2 separate regions of the Mus musculus genome follow, and region 2 is linked to region 1. A link is a contact called in public Hi-C data. All regions are on one chromosome and are shown on one strand. Each heading gives the region's core, a stretch centred on a gene start, on an enhancer-like site or on the middle of the called end of the contact. The rest is flanking DNA. Distances are from core to core; before and after follow the strand shown. Region 1 overlaps Gm29927 (a long non-coding RNA gene). Region 2 has its middle 22 kb from the start of Gm41046.

The links. Hi-C and Micro-C count contacts between places; a contact is called where the count stands out from the background.
Region 2: a Hi-C map of forebrain shows a contact between it and region 1, with 4 times the contacts expected there. The contact joins two enhancer-like sites. A contact is called at or near these places in 10 of 484 Hi-C or Micro-C datasets (the Patski cell line, astrocytes, cerebral cortex and 5 more) and 1 of 115 datasets of contacts at active chromatin or transcription factors (astrocytes).

What each region holds. Positions count from the first base shown.
Region 1 is chr13:102,571,809-102,575,171 of GRCm38.p6, forward strand. The region is part of intron 1 of Gm29927 (a long non-coding RNA gene); the gene reads right to left. Among named protein-coding and RNA genes, the nearest start is that of Gm29927, 19 kb to the right of the region's middle. Within about 2 kb of position 1,718, at least 145 of the 459 cell types and tissues checked have an H3K27ac peak or open chromatin away from gene starts, as enhancers often do. A contact at or near this core is called in forebrain and uterus, where this site is marked.
Region 2 is chr13:102,642,580-102,645,942 of GRCm38.p6, forward strand. No RefSeq gene overlaps it. Among named protein-coding and RNA genes, the nearest start is that of Gm41046, 22 kb to the right of the region's middle. Within about 2 kb of position 1,837, at least 52 of the 459 cell types and tissues checked have an H3K27ac peak or open chromatin away from gene starts, as enhancers often do. A contact at or near this core is called in forebrain and uterus, where this site is marked.

The DNA.
Region 1 (3,363 bases), core at 468-2,967:
TTGCTGAGTGAACTTTCTCTGAGGCCTCAGTCACTCATCATCATGACTGAACATTCTGGGGTGCTTGGGGTGAGGTTGTGGTCCTCTCAGTAAAAAGTCCATTTATCCATTATCTCTCTCCTTCTCTCTCTCTCTCCCTGAATCCCCATCTTCATGTTCCCCAAATATTATACCTTCTCTGTAAAGTGCAAAGCATTTCTTTCCATGTGGCCCTCTGTCTCCAATATCATGAAGCTAATTGTATTCAGGTAAAACCATTCTCCCTTCATTACTCTTTTCCAGGAGAAGACTTCTACTGAGAGATAGCTATCCAACTGTCTACACAGTATATTAAGAATGTCAAATAAAGGAATCTCTCACCAAAACCATCCAGTCCCCTCTTTCCAGATATGTTATTCTTAATTCCTACATTGCATTCCATTAAGAAACCTGTAGATATATATATGAAAAGAAGCTGGATCAGGCCATGGGGTGTAAAGCCAAGGACAGAAATGATTGTATATTTCCTAGTCATTACATCTACATAGATTCATTGGCAGAAAGCCTGTTCCTGATGGATTGGATATAACTCAACTAAACCACCACTGATGAAAGTTCAACACTTGCTACATACAGGTCGCTGTGCCTGCTGATGGGAAGAAAAGAAAGCAGAGTGCTATGCCTCTACCCATAGACACACACTGGGACCTTATTATGACTTGTCTTGTTTCCTTTCTAATTGTAAATTATATTATAAAACCCTATGGGTTTCAAATATTATCATGAATTTCACTGTGCCTCACTCTGGGCACATTTTAAAATATCTAAATAGCTTTTATAAAGTTTTTTTTGCTATGTACAAAATATCTTCAGTAAATATATCATATGCAACATTACTTTCCATTTACTTAATGTAACATTCCAATAATTTTATATAGTAGTAATTTTATTTATCGTTGGACTCCAGGGTACCTATGGAAGGTAATAACTTCCTGCTTATTCAGCTAAAGACTTTGTTTTCTCTTTAACTGAGACTGCACAGCAGATGCAACCCCCGGTTAATGAGAAGCCAGAATTTACTTGAATATTACAGGTCATTAGTTGGGTGATTGTCTCACTATTACAGACTATTAAGAGGTTCTTTCTGTTTTCCTTCCTTTCTTTAGTTATCAACTCTATTCCTTAGAGCAACTATGTAGCTTTAGTTCTACTGTGGCAGATCCCTGCTAGAAAGACAACAACCAAGCAGTTAGTGGCTGTGTGTCCCTCTAGCCCATTAGAGCTGATCCTTTAAAGTTCTGTGTGGGAACTGGCTTGTTTGTGCTTCTATGTCCTCTGTTGTGTTCAAGGGTAACTGTTTCTCTGTGTAACGTTTCACATACTGCGTTTCCTTCTGTCTAAAACATTGCTCTAATTCTTAAAATTAGAAGTGACTTTTTCTGAAAGCTAGGAGAAGCAGCAGCTTAGCATGGTGGGGCATATGGCTTCTGACAGCCTTCTGACAAAGGGCACAGGCTCTGATCACAGGGCACAGGTCCCAAGAGGAAGTAGGAGGGATCAGGGGAATGTTACACCAGGCCAGCCCTACTTTTCTGCACAGAAAACCACAGACCTCCACACAAGAAAGGGAAATTCCCCAACCTCTGTGCCAGTTTCCAAACCATAGAAGATGGCCAGCCATTCTACACAAGCTGCAGTTTTCAACGGCCTTTTCAAGCATGCCTCACAGCTCTTGAATAAATCAGATCATCCTCAATTCCCAAAGAAAGTGGCTGAGTCACAGAGGCTTGGCAAGGTGGCTGGGGAAAGTCCCTTAGTGGGGGAGCTGAAGGCAGAAGGCAGAGCTCCCAACTCCTTGTCCTGGACAAGGGGAAAGAGGCCACCCTGCCTCTTTATTATGTCCATCAGGGAACAGAAAACCAATTGTGACCCCCTAAGTCTCACAAAAGAGCAGTTCACTGCACTGCCAACAGTGGGCTCTGAATAAACGAAGCCTTGTGCTAAAAGTCTGCTGATCACAGTGCTCTGCTCCAAAGCCCAGAGCACCCTGACAGGATGGCCAGGCCGCAACAACTCAATTGCCTGGTTGGTGGGCAGTCCGCTAGTGCACGGCTTGCCAGGGAAGGGGGAGTCAGTAGGTCAGCCATTGAGGCCATGTTCTAGAAGAAGATGGAAACAAAGCATGCAGAAAGCCTTTTCTTGTGAGCGAGTTAACCCTTGCTTCTGAGTCACATATTTGGACTCGTTGGAGGCTTACAAGCAATGTTGGCACACCTGCTGACATAGGCTCAAGAGGTTGAACATATTTTGTCTTAACATGCATGTAGGTTTGGGGCTATACTAATGATGCCCATGAGACCATGAACTGGACAAGGAATTCCCAGGAATATTCTAAAAAAAAAAAAAAAAAGCCAAGAACTCAGCTCTTAAATGCTCTCAAGTCTGTATTTTACCTCAAACAATATAAGGAGAAGGAAGCAGACACATTAAGATAAATTGCCCAAATTGGCTAAATTTCACTGTAATAACAACTCTAAAACCATAGTAACCAAGCAATTCTTATTTCTTATCATCTGTTGATAGAATGGCTCTGTTTATAAGAGTCAAATCCCCATTTTACATATTCTCAAGAGAGAAGGGACAGCTCTGCAGGGTCTCTCGCTGACATAAAATAATACAACTTTTAAGAGTGACACATGTCATTTTGCTCAAAATCCATTGGCCAAATCTACTTGTATTGTCCTTTTCAATCTTTTTTATTAGATATTTTCTTTATTTACATTTCAAATGTTGTCCCCCTTCCTGGTCTCCCTCCAAAATCCCCCCTTATCCCCTCTTCCCTCCCCCTGCTCACCAACCCACCCATTCCCACTTCCTGGCCCTGGCATTCCCCTATACTGGGGCATAGAGCCTTCACAGAACCAAGAGGCTCTCCTAGCATTGATGACCGAGTAGGCCATCCTCTGCTACATATGCAGCTGGAGCCATGAGTCCTACCATGTGTACTCTTTGGTTGGTGGTTTAGTCCCAGGGAGCTCTGGGGGTACTGATTAGTTCAAATTGTTGTTCCTCTTATGAAGCTATAAACCCCTTCAACTTCTTGGGTCCTTTCTCTAGCTCCTTCATTGGGGACCCTGTTCTCAGTCCAATGGATGGCTGTGAGCATCTCCTTCTGTATTTGTCAGGCACTGGCAGAGCCTCTCAGGGAACAGTTATATCAGTCACCTGTCAGCAAGCTCTTGTTGGCCTCCACAATAGTGTCTGAGTACCAGAGGACCAAACAATACCACTCCTGGGCATAAACCCAGAAGATGCTCCAACAGGTAATAAGGACACATGTTCTACTATGCTCATAGCAGCCTTATTTATAATAGCCAGAAGCTG
Region 2 (3,363 bases), core at 587-3,086, 71 kb after region 1:
TTGGGGCCAACCTGGGCTACATAGAACCATGAGTATAATTAATTCTTTAAATGTTCTTGGTTGCCTTCCTACTTTTGGGGCTTTTTTGAGGGTTTGAATTTTCAGGATTTTGCTGCTTGTCTTTAAGACTAGGCCCTACTCTATAGCCCAAGCTGGCCCTGAACTCACAGCAATCTTCCTGTTTCAGCCTCATGAGAGTTGGGATCATGCCTGACTTCACTAATTCTATATTAACCAACCTCCAAGTGATTCAAAATTCCTCGTGAGGGAACCAGATTATTTGCATTTTTTTCAAATCAAGTTAGGAATTTGGTTCTTTTGTGATGGTTTGCTCCAGAATCTAGGATACTTCCCCTTCTCAACTATCCTATAATTTTTAATTCTAATTACCATAGGATATATGGTATCTTAATTTTTTTAAAACACCATCAAATTATCTGAATTTTTTTAAAGATAATGTGATGAATTGTCCAAACAAGTTGCTTGGATCCCCAATGTACTGTGAGAATTGGCATATAAAAAGAACAATGTGTATATGTATCAGAAATAGCTGCTATCTTGGCCCAATGTATGACAGGGTATATTGCAAACTTTACTTTCTTTACAGTTCTCTCTCTCTCTCTCTCCCTCTCTCTCTCTCTCTCTCTCTCTCTCTCTCTCTCTCTCTCTCTCACACACACACACACACACACACACACACACCTTTCCTTCCATATACCTTTTCTACAAGCTAATAGACATATGATTCGTATAATAATAATATACAGTTCTGTTGACTACTTCAAAACAATTCATAGCAGTAGTAGCAGAAATAGCTGTTTATATTGCTGCAGGCTCAAATTTAGTTAACACACTGGTTATCTAAATAAGGAACATTCCTTAGAGGTTCATATTTTAATTAGCATCTTTTTTTCCCCAAGTAGGGACTGGATAATTTTTATATCATGAGTTGTATTTACAGCTGGAGCAATGCCTCTGTAATTGAGTCAGCCAAGAATCAACCCAGCCATAATTTTCATCAGCGACCTGTATGGTTTTCCCCAGCTAGAGGGAAAACCAGGGACCTTCCCCTGGCCACCTGCTCTGTGGATGATGGGAAAATATGACAGCTTGACTGACAAAGTGATGAGATTATATAAAAGAAGGAGAAAAGAAATACACACACCCTCAGGGTATAACTCAATGGTAAAGTATAGGCTTGGCACACTGGAGGCCCCGGGTTCAAACCCAGCTCACAGTCAGATACAGCAGTGCTGGGCTGGAGTCCCGGAGACTTTGTTTGCTGAATCTTAAGGACCCATGAACTCAAGACCAGATGGGGCAACAGAGTGAGATTCTGTCACATAATAACAACAAAATACTTCCAGCCACACACACACACACACACATACACACACTGCTCTCTATATTGTCTCTTTCCTTTTCTTTGTTAAAGTAATTCATAATGTTTTATTAGATTTTTATCTAAATTCAAATTGTGATGTGTAGACATTTCCCTCTAACATCCCTGAATTTTTCCCTAGAGAATAACTACAAGGCCCCATGCCATTTCCTGCCGTGTAGTGTGGCACTCGTAGGGGAGTTAGTTCTTGGGACCTCATGGTAGGAATGGAAATGCTCTCATATCTCCTGATCTAGAGGGCTGCTCTGAGTTCAGCAATGCGAATCCCTGGGCTTCTCTGCTTGTTCCCCTGGACGACTTTCCACTCCTGCCTTCAGGAACCAGATTGTCCGAGCCATTATAGCAACATCCCATCTTCCGTGTACAAACTTGTGAAATACCAGCTTTTCATCTCACTGTCGGCAAATGGACGCCTTATGCACATACAGAACACTCTGCCACGACTCTAGTCACTGGAAATAACGTGGCACTGACATCAGGGAGTCACATAACAGACGACATGTCTAAAGGACAGAACTATTTTCCACAGAGTATTAATTTACCAACTTCCTACATGACAATTTCCCAAAGCAGCCGAGAACATCTGTGACCCGCAGGCTTCATGTTTCCCTTAATGGGGCACTAATTGTTTTTAAATAAATGTCCCCCACTGTGCAAGCTCTCAACGTAGAATAGAAGTGGGTTGAGGGGTAGAAAGCCTAGCCTATCATTCTGATGTCTAAAATGTCACACTTTCAAAGATGCCAGGGAGATGAAATGCATTTAATAATCAATGTAAAAAATTTAACACATGTTGAAGCTCCTGTTTGAATTATAAAAGTATCAATTATAAAATGTCTACCCTCCCCCGCAAAAATACCAATTTCCACTCCCTATAACATTGCTCCTTAAAATGGTTACAGGCGGGATCCACATGCATACAGCAGACTACACAGGCGTTGCTGGTGCATGCGTTTTGCTGGCTCGCTCTTGACACAGACTATTTTCTGCACGAAAGGCTCTTTCATTGTGTTTTCCTTATTTGTATCTTTTTCGGGGTTTGGAAATGAGGTGTTTTCATAGCGCCACCTTGTGGTCATGAGCCATATGAAATTTATACACCCAGCCTAACCTCAGCTTCCTTTCCCGGACTCGGCTTGTTGGAGATTTTTGTTTCGCCTTTGTTATTGTTTTCTCTTTCCTTCTAGTTAATATTCAAGAGTTGTTCTTTGCCAGTGATGCTACTGAGAATAATGACCCAATTCAAACAAAATAGACCATTAAAAATTTTTATGAAAATGTCCTAATGTAGTACCTGCACACTTAGGGATATGCCCCTCAATCAAGGGACTGCGGAGAGGGGTGTGCTAAAACCCCATGGGCACAGGAGAAATGTTGAGGCGGGCTTTAACTGAGAGCATTCTGGCTAAACTTCCCTTACATCTGCCGTGGTTTTCAGGGCTGGCGCTGGTCTGAAATTCAGAGAGCTCAGCAGGACAGGCAACTGATTCCAAGGCACAACGATGGGAATATTAAAGCCATTGATATTCTCCACACGGCAGCAGGAGCCACAGCCAGGTGCTAAAGGAATTGGTGGTTTATGAAGAAATAATCAAATATTCTTTCCTTCCCTTCTCTTTTTTTTGTTTTGTTTTGTTTTGTTTTTTGTTTTTTTGTTTTTTGTTTTGCTTTTTTTTTCCAGCCTCACACCAGACCCAGCCTTCTTATCTCCAGGGAGAAGAGTGCCACTCTGTAAAAATAATAGAACTCTTCCCCCCATGTCTCCCAAAACCACTTCAATTCTGAAGGCTTCATTACACTCGAAGAAACTCCGGTCCAATGACAGGTGTGGACTGTCAAGCTTTGAGGTAGGTAATCATGGAATAGAGTTTTTAAGATTTAGATAACTAAATCCACTGAAGGCTCCATCCACCTTTGTAAGTCGTTGACTCTCAGAAATTTGAAACAGGCCGGGAGGTAAA